3 separate regions of the Mus musculus genome follow, and regions 1 and 3 are each linked to region 2. Evidence: chromatin contacts called from public Hi-C and HiChIP or PLAC-seq data. All regions are on one chromosome and are shown on one strand. The core of a region is the stretch at or near the end of the contact, and the rest is flanking DNA. Distances in the headings are between cores, read along the strand shown.

Region 1 (3,424 bases), core at 544-3,043, 360 kb before region 2:
GGGGTCGTACCACCCATAGTGAGCTGGACCCTCCCACACTCTCTCATCAACCGAGAAAATGCACCATAGGGGTATCCGCAGGCCATTCTGGTGGGGACATCGTCTCCATTGAGGTTGGCTCTTTTTGTGCTTATGTTGTTAGTTATTTATCATGACTTTTTAGCCTATAAAACAGAGATGAGCTGTCCTTTCTTTGCTTCTATGACATATGTATACACACATCATACAGCCCTCTCCCCACACTTCTTTTGACCTTCTACCCTTGTAGTTTGGTTATATTGTAATTTTGATTTATACACTGAATGAATTGTTTACACTAAATGGATCCATAGGTGCTTTATACACATGAAGTCATACCGTAAACTTTGATTTACATCAAAGTTCTCCCTATGTGGGGATTGTGTACCTGTAGAATCAGTCACTCATGGATACAAAGTATTCAGGGAAAAGCTGCATGTGTATTTGAACACGTGTAGACTATGTGGTCCCTCTTCTCTGTTCTCTGAGCAGTGCAGCACACCTAATCTTTACATTGCATCAATTGGACCCATAATCTAGAAATGAGTTTTGAAGATTTGAGTAGGCTGCATGCATATGTTATACCATTTTTATAGGGAATCTGAATATCTGCCGTTCCAAGGGCTATGCTAGGATCCATCCCCCAGTGTCACCAAGGTGTGGCAGTACTGTCCTTCTGAACCAATTTTCCTGTAGTAAATAATTGCCTTGGGTATTACACGTGTGTAAGTCTGTGTATGCAACATTCAACATATTATAAGCCAGGGAAAAATTATATTACTACCCTGCCAAAGGTTTCATGAGTCCAAACCAGTTTATAAGCTTTGTAAATCTGGCTGGGAGTTGGTCTTAATTCATATGTTATTCTGTTTAATGTTGAAATTATTATTTTTTTCTATTATTTCTATTAGTTTTTAAGGGACCTCTAGCAGCTCCTAAAACTTTCCAGGGTAAGACTTATCTGTGAAAATACTTATGGAGAAATATATCTCGTACAGTCCAAAACCAGATGTCCCTGACACATCCCTCTCCCATGCTCAACTCATCTCTTCATTCACAGTCAGAGCTAACCTGAAAATTAAGCTCTTGTATACACCACAGTGGAAGGACCTGCTGCCATTGTGGAGGGCTGTCAGGCTTTGGCTCTGAGAGTGAAATGGCTTGTGCCGCTACCTTAACCTCTGTATTCTGTCTGCAGTGGACAAGAGTGCTTTCAGAACAGGATCATTTGGTGCCTTTCCCACCATCATTTCCAACCAAGGCCTAGCATTATAGGAAGCAGCATCCTGGAGAAATTTAACAGAATCCTAAGGACAGGAACCCAAGCCATAGGCAAGAAAAAAATACAAAAAACCTAAACCTTCGAGGTCCCTGTTTTTGCTATTGGGGTCTTTCTTCTCACTTCCAAACCACCATGTCTATAGGGAGCCAGAGACACTCTTCCTCCTCCTCTTCTTTGAAATTGTAAAATAAGAAGATATATTATAGATGGGTATTTTGCCTGCTCGTATATCTGTGCACTATGTGCATGCAGTGCCCACAGAGTCCAGAAGAGGGCGTTGTATCTTTCTGGACCTGAAATTAAAGATGGTTGTGAGCTGCCTCGTGGGTGCTGGGATTTGAACTGTGTTCTCTGCCAGAGTGGCCTGTGCTCTTTATTGTTGAGCCATCAGCTCTCCAGTCCCAGTAATGTCCTTGTTTTCAAATAGCGAGGTTGTTTCTTTCCCTACTAAGATAAGCGACCCAGATTTCAAAACTGACTTCTGACTGTGCTTTCACTTTGCCCCTAAGGACTCTCCCTCCCTTCTTAGAGTCTGGGGTGTGTGTGTGTGTGTGTGTGCGCGCGCGCGCGCACGTCCCTGATGAAACTCCTAGCCTTCTGCTAGAGCCCAGAACGGAACACAATACTTCCCAGGGTAACTGGCAGAGGAAAGATTTGATGAACCCGCTTCTCCCTGGGCAGTGCCATGGTTATCTGGGAAAGAGAAGGTTCACAAGCACCTTGTCAAAGAGCCCCTTACTATCCTTTGTCCTTTGCAGAACTGCATCTCAGTGTTCAGTTGCCAGCATGAATGGCTGTGGTTACAGGAGCGAGAGGCGGTGGGAGGAGGGTGTTTAGCCGCTTCTGGTCCCAGCGCCCCCCCCCCCCCCCCGCAGCGGTGTGAGAGGTTTTTGACTCTGCACGTGCTGAGAGCTTTTATCTCTAGAAGCCACTTGAGGTTGTTCAGGAGGCTTGATTAGAGAAAGGTGAACGGTTGCCAAGGCAACCTCCCTTTGATTCATTCATAGAATGGGAATTGAAATATTTAAGAGAGAGCCGAAAATAATGGCCACATGAGAGCAACCCACACATATCCTGCTCAGGAAACGTGGGCCGTTGAGACAAAGAACACAGAGGTTTGAATGTGTACAATCAGGCTTACCTGGTGTCTGCATTTTCCGTGAGTAACCCCAAGCCCCCACACCCCATTTCATACATACACACATGCATCAGCCTGGCATAGGGAATATTTTAGCGTGTCAACTTACTCTTTAGTGCCACAAGTCACAGCTTTGCTATGACAGTTGGCATGAAAATGTAAGTTTTCTCTCTGTGAATATGTCACCTGGCTTTCTACCAGATCTTTAAGATTTATTTATTTTTATTTGATGCATATGTGTAAATGCCTGCATGTTTATATGTGTGTAGCACATGTGTGCAGGTGCCTGTGGAGCCCAGACACTGTCAGATCTCCTGGAACTGCAATTAACGGCCATTGTGAGTTGCTTGGTGGGAATGCTGGGAACTGAACTCAGGTCCTCTGCAGAGGCGGCAACTGCTCCCACTGAGCTGTCTTTTCAACCCTATTTTCTAGACTTTATTTGCCTCTGGTACAGTTCTACCTGCGCTCTGCAACCTACATCTTGCTTATTTATGCATTTAGCCATCCACTCAACAAGCACTGATCTCCTGTGTGCCAGGCTAATGCACACATACAGCTTGTGTTGGACTTTTGTTTACTGTTGGATGCAGTTCTGGTATTGAGTGCTCCCTGCACAGGCAGGAGAAATGGGTTTTGGGGGCAAGGGTGGGGGAACCCCTCCGGAGCAACCTTTACCCAGGCCGATCAATAGAGCTCAGACTCTTTTTTTTTTTTTTTCTCTCATGAAACACCTCTCACACCACTGCCATTTCAGGCCAGAGCTTCTTTCCCAAGCAGAGCCTTTGCCTGCTAGTCACTGACCCTTGAAACAGCCCTCCTTGTGCATCACTGGCTCCCAGCACTAACCCAGCTCATCCACCCTTGAAGTCCCGATCCACACGCTGTTCTTAGACACAGCAGTTTAGCTCTAAGCCACTCAGCTTGACTTACAAAGTCTATAAAATCGTATATAATGTTCCAGTGAAAACCCCTGATGTTATTCT
Region 2 (3,334 bases), core at 817-3,316:
AATTTAAATTCTTTCATCACCAACTGACATTTTCAGTCTCTTCTTTATTCTAAATATCTCGGTCTTTAGTTGCTCTTTGAATTGAATAGTCAGTGCCTGTTTATAGTTTATCTGCCTGCCCTCATCTAGGCTAAAGGTTTATAACAAGTAGCCTGGATTTGCCTGGGAGACCAGCTGTCTCAGAGAGATCCCTGTTGTTTTCAGAGTGAGTTTACTAAGAACAAGTGACATGGTCCCCACAATCTCTCAGCAGCATCCAAATGAGAACAAACTTATTCAAATGAGAACAGACTTATTTTCTGCACCCAAAGGGAATGAGAGTAAGAAAGAGTCAAATGTCTCCAAACAACAGCTTGGGCGGAGACCACTGGGAAGGGAGAAGGCTGGCGAAGGGGTTGGGGGCTGGGACTCATGCTGGAATCCCTGCACAGTCACAGGAAAGATGACTGACTGTCTTCACCAGCCTGGGCTACAGGATGAAGCCACATCTCAAAAAAAAAAAAAAAAAAAATCAAAGAAGAGAAAGAAGGGGAGGAGGGTAAAGAGGAGGAGGACTGGGACGAGAGGGGCCCATGGGATCTTTTTTTCTTGAATGTCTCCACATATGGGTTAATATGACTCAAGCCATGCCAGAGGCCCCAAGGATGAGCATGGTTTGAAGGTTGTCCACCTCCTCAACGTCAAACAGAAAGTAAGAAAAGAAGACGTATGGGGGAGGGCGTTTCCTTAGGATGATCATCACCATCTCAAAAAAGTCCCTGGGCCCTATAGGCAAGAGTGGTGACATTTGGCCTGTCTAGAAAACATGCAAAGTAGCTGTGGACTTCATCTTTAAGAAGTTAGCAGCAATGGAAAAACAAAAGTCTGAGTGAAGGAATACAGCTTGGTGGTAATACATTGTCTAGCACTCATGAGGCCCTGGCTGCAGACCCCAGTACTGGTGGGGGGGGGGAGAAAAAGAAAGAGGAGGGAGGGGGAGAGAGAAGCCAAGCATCCACCCCTTGAGAAGCTAATCAAAGCTGGTGAGCTGTTGGCAAGCCTACCTGAAGGCATAGGTCTCAGGGATATAAGGTCAATGCCTTTGTTTTGGGGGTATGTTGGATTGGGAATGCTTATGGAGGACTGAATTAAAACCAGCAGTTAATGCTGAGATAACATTTTGGGTTTGAAAATAAATGTGTGAGAGAGTTATATTAAAATGAATGGTCATTGGATCTTGAAAATAAATGAAGCTACCTAGGCTGGATTCTAGATAATTGAGACGGAAGTGGCTAAGGATGATGTGACAATTGTCAAAACTACTTAGAACCTTGGGCCTTTTCTTTAGTGCTGTTGTAAAAGAAACTGAGAAAAACAAAGAGGAACGTCAGGTGCACATCCTTGGGTTTCATTTTGGTCACTGGTGACTCAAACATGCCAACCTTACCGTAGCTGTGTGACATAAAAAACTGAGATTACTTGACTTTAGAATCAGACTGACCAAATTTGAATCCCAACACTGGAATCTCCTAAACGACTGTAACTTGGGCTTTAATATCTCCATGCAATATAACATATTGATGTCCTCAAGAAGAGGCCACTGTTAAACTAGATAGGGCATGATGATCATGATTCTAAGAAGAAGGCAGTTAGGGGCTCAGTGAAGACCCATATCCTTTGCCGAAGTGGAGAGAGACTGCTAGGAGCAGATGCCCAACCAGTGTCTCCAGCTCCCTTGTGCTTTGATGGCCAGGTACTGGAACCGTGGTGAGGAGAGTCTGTGCCAAAGGCTCTCGGATCTCCTTTAAGTTGGCTGCACAGAAGCCTGGCATGCAGCCCTCTTCCATGACTTCTCTCACCCTCTCCTTCCAGCTAGGCAGAGTGGAGGTGACCTTGAAGGTCATCCCAGAAATCAGGAACTGGATGACAGAAGTAACAGAACCAGGATCCAAGAACCATCCACAGAAGGGGCTCAGACTGCTAAGCAACTCTGAAAGATTCATCTTCTTCCTAAGACTTCCTCCAGAAGGCAAAGAAGTTGATAGGGCTAAGGTTAGACAGGATAGACTGTCTACACCACAGGACATACTGACTCACCGCTGTAAGACACCACTGGAGACAGGAAGCTGGAGTCTACATAAATGAGGCTAGCAAGGAATTGCCAATGGGGTATGTCAAGTTGTGTCATTTTTCAGTTTTTAAATGACTTCCACTGTGACAGCATAAGCTTTGTTCAAAATCTTAACAAGTCTGACACATACATACAAGCGCTCTCTCTCTCTCTCTCTCTCTCTCTCTCTCTCTCTCTCTCTCTCTCTCTCTCTCTTTGTGTGTGTGTGTCACACAGACACACACACACACACACACACACATACACACACAAACAAAGTTGAAAGATCCACAGACCAGCCACAGTGGGAGCATCAAAGAGGAATGAGATTTTGTTCAAATTTTTTAAACTAATGATACATGTCTCAACTGCAAAAGCAAGATGTGGTGCTTTGAATGAGAATGGCCTCCAAAGGTCACATGTTTGAAGAGGCACTGCCCAGTAGATGGAATTGCTTGAGATGGATTAGGTGATGTGAAGAAGACAGGATACCGGTTTTCCCACCCTGAAGTCTGGAAGTGGATTTTGTTAAGGACCTGGTGACCTTTTTGGTATCTGTGGAGGCAGACCTCACCCGCCTTTTGCTCTAGAGGCAGATCTCACCTAAGTCACCAAGAATGTCTACCCCAGACTCTCTGTCCCTCCTTAGCTCCCAGTTAAACCCATACTTTGTAGACATGCCATAATATTTTGTAGCCTGCTGATCTTTATGCTATTGAGTCAAGAGATCATGCTAGCTTCTAAGCCTACTAGCTATAAATCTCACTTTCATGGTCACATGTACTTTGTAAAGGAGTCTCTGTGTAGCCACACATTCAGCTTTATTGTGCACCGGGAATGGGAACTTTCCCCCAAATTGTACTGCCGTTTAAATATGCTGACAATGAGCAGCCTGGCATTAGACTCCCCGAAGTCTAATCAATCTCAACTGGGTTTTCATTCTCATCTCTTCAAAGATCACTGCCTGCATGGATACCTGCAGGATCCCCCTCAGAGCAGATGTATCAGTGGTGGTGGGCTTTGAGGTTTCAAATGACTTGAACTATTATTCCCAGTGTGCTCTGTGTGTGTCTCCTGCTTGTGGATCCAGATGTGAGCTTCCAGCTTCTCCCAGTACCATGCCTTTGCTCTGCCATCATGGCTTCTTACCTTGTGAAACCATGAGCCCAGTTAAACATTTTCTTTTATAAGATGCCTCGGTTGTGGGGCTGGAGAGATGGAGTTAAGAGCACGGACTGCTCTTCC
Region 3 (3,288 bases), core at 59-2,558, 270 kb before region 2:
CCTGGGTCCTCTGTGCCCAGGTAGGCGCTGTGCACAGCAGTGTCTGAGGACCACAGCACTTGGTGGAGAGGTGAGAGGATCTCTTGAGGTTATTAGCCAGTCAGCTCAGCTGAAGCAGTGAACCCCAGGTTCTGTGGAAAGCCCTGTCTCAAAAGATAAAGTAGAGAGCAATAGAAGAAGCCGTCTGATGTTGACCGTTGACCTCTGCACACACATGCACACATGTAGCACACACACACACACACACACTGGCAGAGAGGGGGAAGAAGGGAGGGAGAGAGAGAGAGAGATTGAGATCAAGCGCAAGCAAGAAGAAGTATGGTCTTGCCTGTCGCCTGGCCTGGCTTGCTTTCTATTGCTGTGATAAAAACCACACCCAAGGGCAACTTGGGAAGGAAAAGGTTAACTGCACCTTACATTTTACTCTCTATTCCTGAGAAAACCCAGGGCAGGAAACTTTAGGCAGGAACTGAGGCCATGGGGGCAATGCCACTTACTGGCTTTCTGTCTCATGGCTTGCTTAGCCTGTGCTCTTATACAACCCAGGACCACCTGCTGGGCCTTCCCATATCATTCATGAATCAGGAGAATACACGGCACACTTGCCTACAGGCAAGCTGAAGGGAGCGTATTCCCAGATGAGGTTCCTCTTCCCAAATAACTCTCACTTGTGTCAAGTTGACAAGCTAACTAGGACATGATCCATTTTACTTTGTCTAGGCCTATTCTCAACCACCATCTTTTTCTTAATCCTTTCCCCCACATGGTCGGTACCCTTCATGGAAACACAACATCCACCTTCTTTTTGTTATTCCTAATAAAGCATCTATCTTGTGATAGACCCTTAAGCCATGCATGTCTTTGGGAAGAGAATTATAGAAGTCTCCCAAATGAGAGTCCTAGTTAATAGGTTGTAACGCTGGGGCCTGCTGGCTACCACTGGATTGGATTTACCTCCACTAGGGGGCACTCTTCTCCTTAAATGTCAAAAACTCCAGTTTAACTAGAACTATATACTGCAGTGGTAACAATAGAAATATGGATTTCCCTTTAGAAATAGCTGCTACTGAGCAGAGCTTTGGAAAGGAAATAGATCATGAAGGCTATAGCATCTGCGAAGAAAACATTTGGCTATCGCAGCACATTTACTCACTACTGTGGACATACCAGTTGACAGTGTCTCCTGTGGGTTGTGCTACCGTGAAGCCCTAGGTATTGTCTAAATTTTGTTTTAAATTCAATTTGGAGTCGTGCGATCCAATTCAACCATGGGACTAGCTTCTTTAGGATCAATCCCAGAAAGATGGCAGTCAATGGTCCCAAGCCTTTGTTATGCAAGCAATGCTGGGCTGTGAAACAGATTGTCCAGCTCACAGGGCTAAGAGGGAAGAGAGTCAATCCTTGCATATGTAGCTTCCTTTTCAAATATCACACACACACACACACACACACACACACACACACACACACACACACTCACACACACACTCTCCCGTGCTCACATCAGAGGTCAGCCTCGCCTACCGATGTGTATCTGACTGCTGGCAGGCTAGCTGGCCTTAGAGCTCCCAGAGATTTCTCCTGTCTCCACCACCCATGCCACCACAGCAGCACTGAGATTCCAGATGCGTGCTACCGAGTCTGCTTTAGGTTTGTTTGATAGAGCAAATGCTATCCAGTGAATCACTTCTCTAGTTCCTACCATAATTAAAACAAAACAAACAAACAAACAAACAAACAAAAAAAACCCCAACATCTTCAGATACTGCATTTGAAGCGAATGATGTTCACCGGGCCTTTGAAACTTGCACCGTCATGACTAGGTGATGATGGAGGAGTCAGAAAGAGGTACTGTCTCACCTGCCAGAGACTGTAGACATCCTAGATTTCAACACTTCAAGGCCAAGTTACTCCTCCATGTCTTTACTTCCCTTTCTTGAAGAATTAGCTCATGCCTGACTTAAAAATAGCATGGCGCCAGCTATCCTATAAGCGTTACCTTATTCTCAGTCACCGCCCCCTTCCTCCCGGCGGTATTATCCCCATCCCCATTTTACAGAAAGGGAACCCGAGAGCCCTGTCAGGAACCTCTGTCAGGGATTTCCCTGAGATTGTACAGCTGATATAGGACTGGTTTGGAGAGGGCCTGAAGCTCTCTGGTTTTGAGACACAGAACAGGGTCTTTATTGATCAATATGCACCGAGAGCCTTCTGTGGACCACAGAGGCCTTGCTGGCTCCAAAGGTTGAGTTTTCATTTCAAGCCACGGAGAAGGTCTGAGGAGAAAACGGTGAAGGAAAAATAACACATTTGAGAAGTAGCACGCTGTGAGAGGGAACATGAAGGCCAGTCCCTTCTTACCCACACACTGCGAGGCATTTGAAGCAGGTTGTTTTGAAATCTCTCTAAGCTTGTTTCCTGAAGTAAAAAACAAACCCTAAACGTTGAGATGAGCCCCAACCCAAGGGTGCTCACGTGCTTCACCCTAGAGCCACAAGCCCTGAAACTGCCAGTCTTTTTCTCTGCTGGGGCAGGGTCACTTGTTCCCCGGGCCTGTGTCAGCATCTCTTTTCCCATCTGAGTTTCTGGTCATTCATTTCCCTTCCTCGTGCTCTTCAATGCTGAAGCCCTTTCCTGTTACCACCCAGAGGGTGAATGGAGGCAGAGCGGAGAGAGGCTCTAATGGAGCTTTCTGAACCGCTGTCTGTGGCATGCTCAGTGTCCGTGTCTTCCATAGGGGCGCCTCAGTGTGGGAACGCAATTCAGAACCAGCCAGTATAATCAGTAGAGACAATGGAGAGTGCCACCCACATCACAGCGAGTCGCTGAATGTATACCGCGGTTGCTATCAACCTTTCAATCAAAGCAAAACAATGTCTTTCTAGACAGAAGAGAGGACCCTCTCTAAATCAGATGGCAAAGGGGTTTGTGCCAGCCTAGTGGAAGCCCTTCAGGTTCCAGCGCTGGGTCCCTTCCCAGCAGAAGTGCATTGTTAGAGATGAACAATTGTGTGCATAAAGAGAAGGTCCCATCTTGGTGTTTGGAGGGGGTGGGAGCAGGGCACTAAAAAGACTCATTTGAACCAGGAGAGTGTGGAAATCATTTTTGTTCAGCGGCGCTGCAATTCCCGCTTTTCCCTTTTTGTTGGAAAGGCTGAAGTAAAACGCCTGGCTTAACCCACTCTACCCCCAACCACAACAGAATAGCTGTTTAACAGGGAGCACCTCTCAATTGCTTACACACACACACACACACACACACACACACACACTCCTTCACTATCTAACA

Evidence for each region. A called contact is a pair of places that touch in the nucleus more often than the background predicts. HiChIP or PLAC-seq counts read pairs in DNA pulled down with a chosen protein or histone mark.
Region 1: an H3K27ac HiChIP or PLAC-seq map of thymic regulatory T cells shows a contact between it and region 2, with 3 times the contacts expected there. The contact joins two enhancer-like sites. A contact is called at or near these places in 2 of 484 Hi-C or Micro-C datasets (the N1E-115 cell line and nephron progenitors) and 3 of 115 datasets of contacts at active chromatin or transcription factors (CD8 T cells, regulatory T cell precursor and thymic regulatory T cells).
Region 3: a Hi-C map of bone marrow-derived macrophages shows a contact between it and region 2, with 32 read pairs. The contact joins two enhancer-like sites. A contact is called at or near these places in 2 of 15 datasets of contacts at CTCF or cohesin (CD8 T cells and large pre-B cells), 12 of 484 Hi-C or Micro-C datasets (B cells, CD8 T cells, the HL-1 cell line and 7 more), 9 of 115 datasets of contacts at active chromatin or transcription factors (CD8 T cells, embryonic stem cells, extraembryonic endoderm stem cells and 4 more) and 1 of 9 other capture datasets (embryonic stem cells).

What each region holds. Positions count from the first base shown.
Region 1 is chr8:34,395,843-34,399,266 of GRCm38.p6, forward strand. No RefSeq gene overlaps it. Among named protein-coding and RNA genes, the nearest start is that of Gm33831, 11 kb to the left of the region's middle. Within about 2 kb of position 1,794, at least 62 of the 459 cell types and tissues checked have an H3K27ac peak or open chromatin away from gene starts, as enhancers often do. A contact at or near this core is called in CD8 T cells and thymic regulatory T cells, where this site is marked.
Region 2 is chr8:34,755,020-34,758,353 of GRCm38.p6, forward strand. No RefSeq gene overlaps it. Among named protein-coding and RNA genes, the nearest start is that of Dusp4, 51 kb to the right of the region's middle. Within about 2 kb of position 2,067, at least 27 of the 459 cell types and tissues checked have an H3K27ac peak or open chromatin away from gene starts, as enhancers often do. A contact at or near this core is called in CD8 T cells, the HL-1 cell line, bone marrow-derived macrophages and 3 more, where this site is marked.
Region 3 is chr8:34,484,168-34,487,455 of GRCm38.p6, forward strand. All of the region lies in intron 2 of Gm46038 (a long non-coding RNA gene), which reads left to right. Among named protein-coding and RNA genes, the nearest start is that of Gm40489, 3.2 kb to the right of the region's middle. Within about 2 kb of position 1,309, at least 20 of the 459 cell types and tissues checked have an H3K27ac peak or open chromatin away from gene starts, as enhancers often do. A contact at or near this core is called in CD8 T cells, the HL-1 cell line, bone marrow-derived macrophages and 2 more, where this site is marked.